2 separate regions of the Mus musculus genome follow, and region 2 is linked to region 1. Evidence: chromatin contacts called from public Hi-C data. All regions are on one chromosome and are shown on one strand. Each heading gives the region's core, a stretch centred on a gene start, on an enhancer-like site or on the middle of the called end of the contact. The rest is flanking DNA. Distances are from core to core; before and after follow the strand shown. Region 1 has its middle 20 kb from the start of 4930505A04Rik. Region 2 overlaps Psme4 (proteasome (prosome, macropain) activator subunit 4).

Evidence for each region. Hi-C and Micro-C count contacts between places; a contact is called where the count stands out from the background.
Region 2: a contact with region 1 is called in a Hi-C map of embryonic stem cells, with 2.0 times the contacts expected there. The contact joins two enhancer-like sites. A contact is called at or near these places in 4 of 484 Hi-C or Micro-C datasets (the HPC-7 cell line and embryonic stem cells) and 1 of 115 datasets of contacts at active chromatin or transcription factors (embryonic stem cells).

Annotation. Positions count from the first base shown.
Region 1 is chr11:30,488,400-30,494,420 of GRCm38.p6, forward strand. No RefSeq gene overlaps it. Among named protein-coding and RNA genes, the nearest start is that of 4930505A04Rik, 20 kb to the left of the region's middle. Within about 2 kb of position 3,737, at least 7 of the 459 cell types and tissues checked have an H3K27ac peak or open chromatin away from gene starts, as enhancers often do. A contact at or near this core is called in embryonic stem cells, where this site is marked.
Region 2 is chr11:30,789,368-30,795,388 of GRCm38.p6, forward strand. It overlaps Psme4 (proteasome (prosome, macropain) activator subunit 4), which reads left to right. Exons shown (of 47, transcript NM_134013.3): 2 at 1,725-1,865; 3 at 2,555-2,671. Among named protein-coding and RNA genes, the nearest start is that of Psme4, 21 kb to the left of the region's middle. Within about 2 kb of position 3,499, at least 7 of the 459 cell types and tissues checked have an H3K27ac peak or open chromatin away from gene starts, as enhancers often do. A contact at or near this core is called in embryonic stem cells, where this site is marked.

The DNA.
Region 1 (6,021 bases), core at 2,487-4,986:
GAACGGTGCGTCGGTGACCCACTTTTGACCCCCTTTTCTTCTCGGGGGAGAGGCTCAATTCAGAGATCAAGACAATAGAGTTGTCCTAATAGACCCATCACCAAAGCATGTGCACTCGCGCATGCACACACACACACACACACACACACACACACCCCTTAAATCCATTCTTATTAAGATGATAGAGTCCCTTAAAGAAGAAATAAATAAATCTATTAAAGAAATATAGGAAAATACATTCAAACAGGTAGAGGTATTTAAAAGAGGACCAAGTAAACCCCTAAAGGGACCTGGGTTATCTTGCAGCCTCTATAAAACCACAGATGTCAATTTAGACTAGTATACCCAGCAAAACCCTTTCAGCTCCTTGAGTACTTTCTCTTGCTCCTTCATTGGGGACCCCTATGCTCTGTCCAATGGATGACTGTGAGCATCCACTTATGTATTTGCCAGGCACTAGCAAAGCTACTCAGAAGACAACTTTATCAGGCTCATGTCAGCATCTTGTTGGCATCTGCAATAGTGTCTGGGTTTGGTGGTTGTTTATGGGATGGACCCCTAGGTGGAGCAGTCTCTGGATGGTCATTCCTTCAGTCTCTGCTCTGAACTTTGTCTCTGTAACTCCTTGCATGGGTATTTTTGGTAACCTATAACTGTAAAACAAGCATTGCTAAAACTTAAATTGCACATTGAACCCCACACATTAATAGTGGGAGACTTCAACTCTTCACTCCCACCAAATGATGTGTCACTAGTCAAAAACTAAACAGAGAAACAATAAAATTAATAGACATTATGAATCAAATGTAGCTAACATACATCTATAGAGTATTTCACCCAAACACAAAAGAATATACCTTCTTCTCAGCAGCTCAGGGGTCTTGTATCTTATTAGACAACCATGGATTAAAGTTGGACCTCAACAACAACAAATTAAAAGGTCAGTTCAAGTAAATGTCAAGGTAATTTTTGACTGGTGACCAAGTCAAATGGGGAAAAAAAGCATCCTTAAGATCTAGGACAGAGAAATTGGAGGCCTCTGAGGCATGGTGGAGAGGATAGGGGTTGGATACTGTCTTAGTTAGGGTTTTACTGCTGTGAACAGACACCATGACCAATGCAAATCTTATAAAAAACAACATTTAATTGGGGCTAGCTTACAGATTCAGAGGTTCAGTCCATTATCATCAAGGTGGAGCATGGCAGCATCTAGGCTATCATGGCACAGGCAGAACTGAGAGTTCTATGTCTTCATCCAAAGACTGCTAGTGGAAGACTGACTTCCAGGCAACTAGGGTAAGGATCTTATGCCCACACCCACAGTGACACACCTACTCCAACCAGACCACAACTCCAAATGGTGCCACTCCCTGATCCAAGAATATACAAACCATCACAGATACTATGTGATGAAGAGGAACCACTACTGAGTTGGGGAGGCTGAGATCCTGAACCGATTGGAAAATTTCACCTCAGGTATGGGAGTGTTGAAGGAGGAAGAAGTGGGATGCAGATGACTTTTTCTTAAGAGTTTGTCACAGGCTTTGAAGAGAAAGTGGGTATGGAGCCTGGGTGATACATTTGGTAAGGTTTTATAGTTGAATGATGTGAGATGGATGTGGTGTCTAACTATAGAATGTTTTTGGGTGTTCCATACCCATGGATCCACCTGGGCAGTTGGTAAAGGAAGAGGTGAGTCAGATTGTGTGAGTTTTGAGGAGAAGGAGGATGGGAATGGCTGGTGAGTCTGGGGTCAAGCCTATGGGGAGAGTAAGGGAAATAGAGGCTCTGAGGTCCCGTTCAGCAAGGGAACTAGCAAGTGGTGGAGTTTGGTGAGTGTGGTAAAGTGTGCTGACATAAGGAGAAGTGTGTACCTAAAACTCTGTCAGGACTCAAAAATTGTCCTCAATATCCAGAGAAAGATAGATTGCTCTGATACTGTGATGACTACCTGAGGATCACTGTTGGAGATGGTAGTGGTCAGGCCAAGGGAGTCCAAGCTCCCTGAGCTACCCATGGCCAGACGTGGGAGGTTGATTTGGGCTTGATGTTCCCATGTCATGAAGGACATAGGGGCGGTCAATGCCCCAATGTACCTCCTGATGGCATCTTGGATGAGGTGGCTTACACAGGCTTGGACAGATTCAGGTCCAGTGATCCTCTTTCCAGATTTGAAATAAGGAACCAGAGGTTCTCAGGCTTTGGCAGTCCAAGGAACATGGACAGCTTCCTTGACCAGTCAAAAGGCCTTTGTTAGCATCAGATATTTTTGTTTGGGGGCTTTTTTTCATCTTTCTCATAGTATACCATAAAGACCACAGCTAGGAGTTCTGCCTGTGGCCTTTCTCTAGACATTTAAGGGTTCCTTTATCCAGACATTTAATTTTGGCCCTAATATTATGGAAACTCTGGGAGAATAGGTCAAAAGGACTTGTTTCCCATCTGGAGTCTCGGGATCCAGAGGGCCTTTGTAAGGTAATCTAGAGATTGAGGCAGGTTTTCATGTTTTCCTTGGATGACTTTTTGGATATTTTTAAGGACAGTTAACTACTTTTAGGACAGCCTTACAGAGACTGGCCAGGAGGTAAGTTATAAATTGATCTCTAGTGAAAATGCCCCAAGAATTGTAGCCTCACTCAGGGTTCTAGTTAGAGACTGCCTCAGCCCAAAATGGGTAGATGGCATTAATTTGGTGGATCTTATCTGCCTGTGGGCCAGTCAGGGGGAAGTAAAGGTGGCACCATGGCAGAGCAGGAGGAAGTAGGAGGAGGCTGCTGGTAGGCTGAAAGTAGGCATCATCGAGGGTTGATGGGCAATCTATCACTGAGGAGAGAGAGGAGAACCAGAAAAAGAAACCAGGAGAGGGGGTTGTCAGGGGAGGCTTATTAGTTTGATTAAAAGTAGTGGAGGAGTGATTTTGTTCAGACTTCATGGCTAGAAAAAACTGAGTAGGGAATACAAATAATTACAAAGTGGGTGTTTATGAACCCACAACTTTAGTGAAGAAGTGGAAGCTCCTAGAAGGCAGGGATGGGTAAGGCTTTCTGTGTACCTGTTCTGGACAAAACCCACTCCCTATAGTCTGGACATAACCACTGTCCTTGTTTTGCAACAAGAACCCATTGCTTTTCTTTACTTCTATTTCTGTTGCCAATATCCTTCAATACAGTTTCTCCTACACTCTGCCACTGAAGCTCTTTTCTTTGCCTGAATGCCATGCTTTCACAAAGGATCACCCATTATATAACCATTGTGTCTTCCTCCTTGGGTGCTACATCACTACAGTGCAGTCTTCTTGGTAGGCCTAAGGGCCTAAAAGCAGTCACAAGTGAAAGAGTTTCAAGGAAACTATGCCTCCTGGAACCTTGGCATTCCCATAGCCCATATGCTCAAACCCTGTCTCTGAGTTAGCCTGATGTATGGATCTGAGTGCTTTCTTGTATTATAGGTACTTCCAAGAAATGATTTTACAAGTACTTAATCAGGTTAAATTTTACTCTCTGGTTTTCATCAATGTCCCAGACAGCCCTTGAACCAACTTGGAGCTTGGAATTCAGTAAGAAAATTACCTATCCAGTAACATTCAAATTCACTTCTAGTAGAGACATTGAAACTAAATAAGCATTACAAAGAACAGAGCTAGAAAAGCTCAGGGCTGGTCTGCATAGTGATAACTTAGGACAATAGTTTGAGTTTCACCCAAACACAGGAATACACAATGGCCTAACAAATAGGTGGGCTGTCCCATGAAAGAGTTGGTGGAAAGGGAATTCCCCTGGTACAGGTTTCTTCTCTAGGCCCAGAGGAATAGCATCATCAGGTATTTACTAAAGAACCCCTGGTGGTGGGTTTAACAATAGACTAGCTTTGCATCAGAGCATTCACTGGCTCCATTTTAAGTGGTAAACACGACCTGGTTCCCTGCCATAATTTTATATATGCATTCTTTTTTTTTTGTTTGTTTTGTGTCAATGTAACTTGGCAGGTGTGTTCGCCTGGCTTTTCTTGTTTTTCTTCTGTATTACAAGTCTGGTGTTCGTTTGGACAAAATACATTCAGAGCCACACTCCCTTGTGTCCTGTCTCTTTGTCACCCCCTTCTCGCCGACTCCATGTCCACCTGCTGGAACCTCTGATTCCCACGGATTGAGGGGGTCTGACTAGGCCCGGTCCGTGGCACTTGGGTGCTGTGATTTAGGTGATCAAACGGTGGTGCTTAGGATCAGTAAAGAAATAGCTGATTCTTCTATTACTTCCTTGAAAAATCATCTCTCACAAAGATACTTTTTTTTTTTTTTTTTTTTTTTTTTGGTTTTTCGAGACAGGGTTTCTCTGTGTAGCCCTGGCTGTCCCGGGACTCACTCTATAGACCAGGCTTGTCTCAAACTCAGAAATCCACCTGCCTCTGCCTCCCAAGTGCTGGGATTAAAGGCATGCTCCACCATGCCCAGCACATAGATACTTTTGCTTTAGTGTTTCCCTTCTGTAGTGTTGATATCTACACTACATTCCCAAAGAATTAGCACACAATATACTCTCTGTGCAGATTTCTTAATAGAGTTTTGTATGCATGTTCTTCATCCAGATTGATCTGTAAAAAACTTCCTAGAAATGTTGCCTTTGTCCTTGCAGAGTAAAATAATGGTAATTCTCACTTTTTAAAATAGTCTGAAATAGAAATTCCATCTTTAAGACAGTGGATCTGCTGAACCTTCTAATCTTCCTCCCAACAACATCTAACATTTTTGACAAATGATGAGAGGAAAGGAAGAAAGGGAGAAAGACTGCATTTGTTGATACTTTCAGAATCTATGAGGGAAATTGGAAATAAACATGTACTTTGAAGATAAAAGATGCATCTGGGACATCCAACCACGAATGCACTCTGATTTTTTTTCCTAGCAGAGGAGAAAGGGTAATCTAGATTCCCTGAAAAGTGGAAAGTAAACCACTTCCCATCTGCTGGTAAGCTCATTTAAGAACCAGATATTTACATTTTAATTTAATAAAATTATCAGAACTTGGTTTTATTCTCAATCACAAACCAAAGCCAGATGTATGGCTAGTGGTAGAAAGCTTACCTAGCATGTGTGTGGAATAAAACAGACAGAAAAAAAAATCAATATTCCTCACCAAGACCTGTGAGTTAATTAAGGAAAAGTTACCTTCTATCCAGGATTCTAAATATTAGGAATCACTATGACATTTAAAAACATTTAAATTAACATTTAAAATATTTAAAAATTAACTACTAATTACATATTTGTATTTCTTTTTACATAATTTCCACCTTTGTTAAAATAAAAACAGAAATAAGAGAACAGAAAAACAACCTTGGGGGCATGAGTCTTTATGGCGGCTACCATAAGACATAAGAATTTGTTGGCACAGTGCTTTTTGTATTGTGTGTTCTTGATGCAAATGACTATGGTTCAGTTTACATACCATGCCAGTCTGACAGAAGGAAAACTCAGAAAACACCCATGTTACTAAGCCCAGGTGTCTGGAGGCTAAGATTTTTCAAAACTGATTTTAATTTTGGTTCTTTAATGCTTGAACCTCCCTTTTAGCCACCCCCCACCCCCAAGAGGTAGGGGTAAAGAATCGTTAATAGGAAACAGAGGTTGTGGACCTGTTTTGAAATAGTATTTTGGGGGCTATTTCAATCATTCTTGTCAGCAGGCCAGTACACTAGCAAAACACCAAACAGGAATCATCAATGGCAGTCTAGTATACTGAGCAAACATGAATCAGTAGCAGCAGCTCGATCCAGAAGAAACCAAGAGGCTCCACTGATTCTCACAAGTCCACGGAAGTGGCAAGAACTAGCCAGAATAACCAGAAGTTCTTTGGTGTGTTTCTCTCCACAAAGTCATGACAAACAATGCAAGAGTATCATCCCCAAAGACCAGCATCAGGGAAGCCCAATCATGACCAGCAAAGAGTGGCAAGGTGAACCAATGCAAGAATGTCTGTTGGGTTATACTTATGCTCTTTCCAAACATCAAATGCCCTTTCACCA
Region 2 (6,021 bases), core at 2,249-4,748, 300 kb after region 1:
TCCAACCCCAAGGTGGGGTTTGAGAGGTAAACATTGGATGCAAGTGGGTTTCCAACTGGGGGAATTGCTGAGTGATGTATGGAGGGATAGGCAGGGCTATAGGAACAGAACCTAAGCATATCAAGCACTTGAAACAAGACATAGTTGTAAGGTATCATAATAAGGTAGCCATAACAACTCCTTAGAAACAAGGCTAAGGTTGCAAAATGGTTATAAACAATTTTTTAAAACAATGATGATTGCCATTTCTGGAATAGGCAATACCAGAACCATTTGTAGTTGAGGTTGCAGCTGGGGCATAGCCCAATCCTTGAGAAACAGAGGCTTAATCAGAAATAGGATGAACCTTGATCATCTTTGGATGGATTCGAAGCCTAAGATGGAGGCAGTCAGTCTGTTTCCTCATTTATCTTACATGAACAGCAGCTACCAGCATCTCAGGGAGTATCTGTTCTTAATCAAGGGGCTTTTAGGTGAGAGACATTATTGTTTTGTGGATCTCTTATGCACAGTTATTAGAACTTAGAACATGGGGCTGGAAAGATCAGCAGTTAAGAGCACTGACTGCTTTTCCAGAGGTCCTGAGTTCAATTCCCAGCAACCACATGGTGGCTCACAACCATCTGTAATGGGATGCATTGCCCTCTTCTGGTGTGTCTGAAAACAGTGACAGTGTACTCATATACATAAAATAAATAAATTAAAAAAAAAACCCCAAACAACTTAGAACATAACTGACTCATTTAGTGAATCTCTTGTGAGTTTGAAGCCAGTCTGATCTACATGGTGAGTTCCAGGCCAGCTAGGGCTATATAGTGGGACCCTGCCTAAAGGAGGGAGCAAGAGATGTGAACACTCATTATTAGTCTTAAGCTTGCTTATTGCCAAAGCTTTTTCTAAGTTAAAAATTGAATATACTTTTGAGATAAACTGTCAGTTTATTTTTATTTAGTTCTTTGGAGAGTGGGTATCACTATGCAGCCTTGACTGGTCTGAAACCCACTGTGTAAATCAGACTGGGTATGAACTTTTAATATTACCTATCCTTTTACTGCTGGGATTATGGGGGTACCACAAATGGTAGGGGTATTGGAGATACAGCTTAGTGGTAGAATGTGTCAGGCCTTAAATTTACTTCCAATGCTGGGGATGTGATCTGATAAGACAACAGTGTTCTAATTTGGCTTTATTATTAAATGCTTGATAATATGTTGATTAAAGTACAGAATAATTATTTTGTATAAATATAAAATTCTTAGTAGTATTTAGAAGTTAAGGTCCATCACATTCATGATAGGCTTTTTTTTTCCTTTTTTCTTTTAAATCTGTACATTATAAATTTACTTTCTTGACATTTCACACTGAGGAGTTCTTTTTTGAAGGGTCTCATGTAATCCAAACTGGCCTTGAACTCCTGATCCTCTTTTATCACTTCCCGAGTGCTGGTATTGTAGATATGCACTACCATGTCTGGCAGGTTGTCCATGTTATATATAGCACATTACAGGATTTTCTTTATAAATTTTTACACTTATTTATTTGATTTTTTTAAAATAGGCTGAGCACAATGGATGGATTTTATCGTGTGTGTGTGTGTGTGTGTGTGTGTGTGTGTGTTTTCCCATTTATTATACCATGGAACATCAGCTTAGTTAGTATGGACAACATAGTAAGGAACACGATTGAATAGATTAATTTTTAACAGCTTTGTTTTCCTTTTGCAGTTATATCCGACTTTATGGGAGAAAATTTAGCAAAGAAGATCATGTTCTTTTTATTAAGTTACTGTATGAGCTGGTATCAATTCCAAAACTAGAAATCAGCATGATGCAGGGATTTGCCCGTCTCTTGATCAACTTGTTAAAGTAAGTCTATTTTCTGTTATTCCTGGAGAGATTTTGTTTTTTTTTTAAGTGTTAGTGAATGAGAATCAGTTTTGAGAATAGTTTCCCATAGTTTAACTGTATGTTTTGATTTAAAAATTTATTTTCTCTGTGAAGCTTTTAGTTGTACATGTTCAATTATAGGTGGTTAGGTTTTTATATATGCTTATTGTTTGCTCCATGGGGTATAAACTATTCTTGTACCCAGCAAAGGGTAGAAACTACACATATGGTGTACCAAAACAGGAAACTTGAGCGCCAGAGAGATAACATTTAGTGCTCTAGCAAAGGACCCAGAATCCACATGCCAGATCACAGTTATCCATAATTCCATGTCTAGGCTATCCCTTGCCTTCTTTGATTGTTGAGAGTACCAGGTGTGCATAGTGTGTACATACACACACACACAGGCAAAACTCTCACACACAGAAATAAATCCTCAAAAAATGTAAAAGTATGAAATTCCTCTCCAGTAATGGTGGCACAAGTTTAAATGCTTTTTTAAATTAATTGTGCTTGGTGTTGAGAAGCACAAGTTTTTCCTTAGTGCTCATTCTACCAGTGACAGGCAAAACACCCACACTGTGATTACCTGTCCTCTTTGTGTATATACTCGGTAACCATGCATCTGTATAAATGTTTGCATATATTTCTTTTCTTTTTTTAATTAGAAAAAAGGAACTTCTTTCAAGAGATGATTTAGAGTTACCTTGGAGACCACTTTATGACTTGGTAGAAAGAATATTATATTCCAAGACAGAGCACCTGAGATTAAATTCATTTCCTAAGTAAGTATTAAAGTGCTTCTTTGAGGCCTGGCCCCTGTGCTTTAGGAGAGTGAATACAATGGGGAAATAATGGGTTAAGTAAGCAAATGCTTTGCCCTTGTTTTGTTTGTTTATTATTTATTTATTTATTGTCTGAGACAAGCTCTCTTGCCATAACTCTGGCTGTTCTGGAACCCACCATGTATGTAGACCAGGTTGTCCTTAAACTCACCAAGATTCTCCTACCTTTGCCTCCCTAGTGATACTACTGTGCCCAGTGCAAATTCATATTTTACTGTGCTCATTTCTATGTAACTTGACTTTGACTTTTACCCTTTTGAAGCTATTTGATTCTGTATTTTTTTTCAAAGCTTTTTCACTGAGACATCTCAACAGTCATCCTTACCATACTTCAGTCATTCTTTTGTTATTAGATGCAGTGGATATCTGCCATTCTTTTTTTCTTCTTAAAAAGTTACTTTTTTTCATTTGTGTGTGATTGTGTGAGTTCATGTGCACTACATGTGTTTAGCCTACTTTGGAGGACAGCAGAATGCATTGAGTCTTGGAATTGGAGCAGCTGCAGGTGGTTGTAAGCCGCCGTGTGGGTTCTAGGAATTGAACGTGGGTCATCTGTAAGAGATGCAAATGCTCTTAATCACTGAGCCATCATTCCACAAAACAATCCCCACACGCCAAACTGGCATTTTATGTACTTTACTTCATTAAGTAATGTAAATGTTTTAAGTAAGGGCCTTCCGTCTTTCCCAGGGCACTCTACACAAGTAGAGGAATGGTGGGTCCGTCCACCCCATACAGAACAAACATGCATGAGTGGTCCTCTGCTCGTCCTCCAAGTGCTGCGTCTTCACATGCCCGGACAAAGTCTCGGTGTTACTAATTAACTACACTTAGGATAGAAGCTGTTCAAATGCCAGTCCTTGGTTTTTGTCATTTCCTTGTAACATTTAGAACTATGGCTGTCTTGCTGATTATTGGTTCCTTGCATGTACATCATGATTATTGAAGACCTAATGTTGAAAATTTTTGTTGTATTTATTTTAAATGTGCAAAGTATAACATGATCATTTGTCACTCTGTGCTGCTAGGCAGTCATCGCAGACTAAGTATCATCTTCACGTACATGGTTTTGTCTACTGTGATTACTTTTCCTCCAATGTTTTAGTATCCATGCTCTTTGCAAATTTGGCTTAAGATATGTAATTAAAGTTTACTTTTTAGAAATTAAAAATTATTTGTTTTTTGGTTTTTTTTTTTTAAGACAGGGTTTCTTCATGTAGCCTTGGCTATCCTGGAACTACTTCTGTAGACTGGGCTATATTCTACTCACAGAGATCTGCCTGCCTCTGCCTGTCAGGTGCTGTGATCAGAGGTGTGCGGCACCACCATCTGGCTTAAAAGTTAATTCTTAAAAGCAAGCTCTTGTTAGGTAGCTAAGCTTCAGATTCTTGGTAGCCCAGACTAGCCTTGGCCTTATAATCCAGTTGCCTCTGCATCTAAGTACTGGGATTGTTGGCATAAATACGCCACTTGTTCTTTAGGTTTTATTAACTGTTTTCAGTTACAACCCCAAGTGAGATCACTTATTTACTGATTTCCTGAAGAACATTGTTTATGTGTCTGTATTAACTTTTCTCTTTCATAAGTCAAAATTTTAAACACTGGTGTGATTTCTTTCACTTTCTTAGACATGTTGATATTGCCTCAAATCTAAGGCCTAGGTCAACAGTCTGAACTTCTTGCATGTGACTGCAAATGGCAGATTTTTTAAAGGTTTTTAGATTATAGATTTAGTGGTGAAGAATGAAAGTGTATAAATGGAGCAGTGAAAAATGATTACAGGCAGTTGTGAACTTAGCCCTTAGTTGGATTTTGGGCAAGTGGTATATGTAGTCATGAATCATGTTGTCCTTGAGGTTTCTTATCTTACAATTAGGAAACTTCCAACCATGGGCAAACTGAAATTCATATGAAACTGAACGGTACTGTGTACAAATAGACTTCTTAAAAATTCTTGATAAGGGCTGGGAAGATGGCTCAGTGGTTAAGAGCACTGTCTGCTCTTCCAGAGGACCTGAGTTCAATTCCCAGCACCCACATGGCAGCTGACAAATGACTATAGCTCCAGCTCCAGGGAATTCGACACCCTCACACAGACATATATGCAGGTAAAACACCAGTGCACATAAAACAAAATCCTGTAAAACAAAACAAAATTGACACAGAAAAAACAAGTATACTGTGACTAATACAGTACCTAGACAACTAAGGGAAGGTTACAGAAAAGTTTAAGAGAGCAAGCAAACCAAACCAAAAAAGGATAAGAGTATAATTTCTTATTGAAAGTGTGCTTAGCATTTGCAAGGCCCCCGGCTCAATTTCTAGTACTAAATACCATCCATATTCATTCTCTATACTCAGTGACAAAAATAAATACATACAAACAGTACTTTTGGGGAGGCCACTTGGGTCAGCAGGGAAAGGTGCTTGTTCCGAAGGTCTAATGTCTGGAACAATTGAACTGACTCCACAGAGTGTCTGTGACCTCTTCATGCACTCATGGTGCATATCCTACTCCCACATCATGCACACATCCACAAGAATAATAACCTTAAAATCATTAATATATAAGTACCACTTTAACTTTAAAAGAGAATTATTATAAAACAGTTTCAAACACGCAGATGTCATTAAAACAAAATTACCTTAAGCTAGGCATGGTGCTACACACCTTTAATCCCAGTATTCTGGAGGCAGAGGCAGGTGGGTCTCTGTAAATCTACAAAGTTAGATCAGGATAGCCAAGACTACACAGAGAAATCCGAACAAAAACCCAACAAAACAAAACAAAACCAGACCTATTTAACATAAATTTGTTTGGATTGTAAAAAGAAAAGATCAAACATTTTATGCAAACAAATATAAGGACAGGAAAGATGGCAAGGTAGTTAAGATCACTGACTGCTCCTACAGAAGACTTGAATTTGATTCCACATGGCAGTTCACAATGTTTTACAACTGCCTTTGGGGAATATGACCCTCTTCTGGCCTCTTTGGGCACTATGCACACATATACTGTAGACCAAACACTCATAAAATAAAATATATAAAACCAAGCATGATGATGCACACTCTTAATCCCAGCACTCAGGAGGCTGAGGCAGGTGGATCTCTGTGAGTTAGAGGCTAGCCTGGTCAACATAGTTTCAGGAAAGTTGAACTATATATTGAGAATCTATCTCAAAAAACAAAACAAATACAAATAAAGAAATGAAGTCATAAGAAAAGGAAACACATATTGAAATACATATTAGGGCTTAGGAGAAAGAATATAACAGATGTATTACATA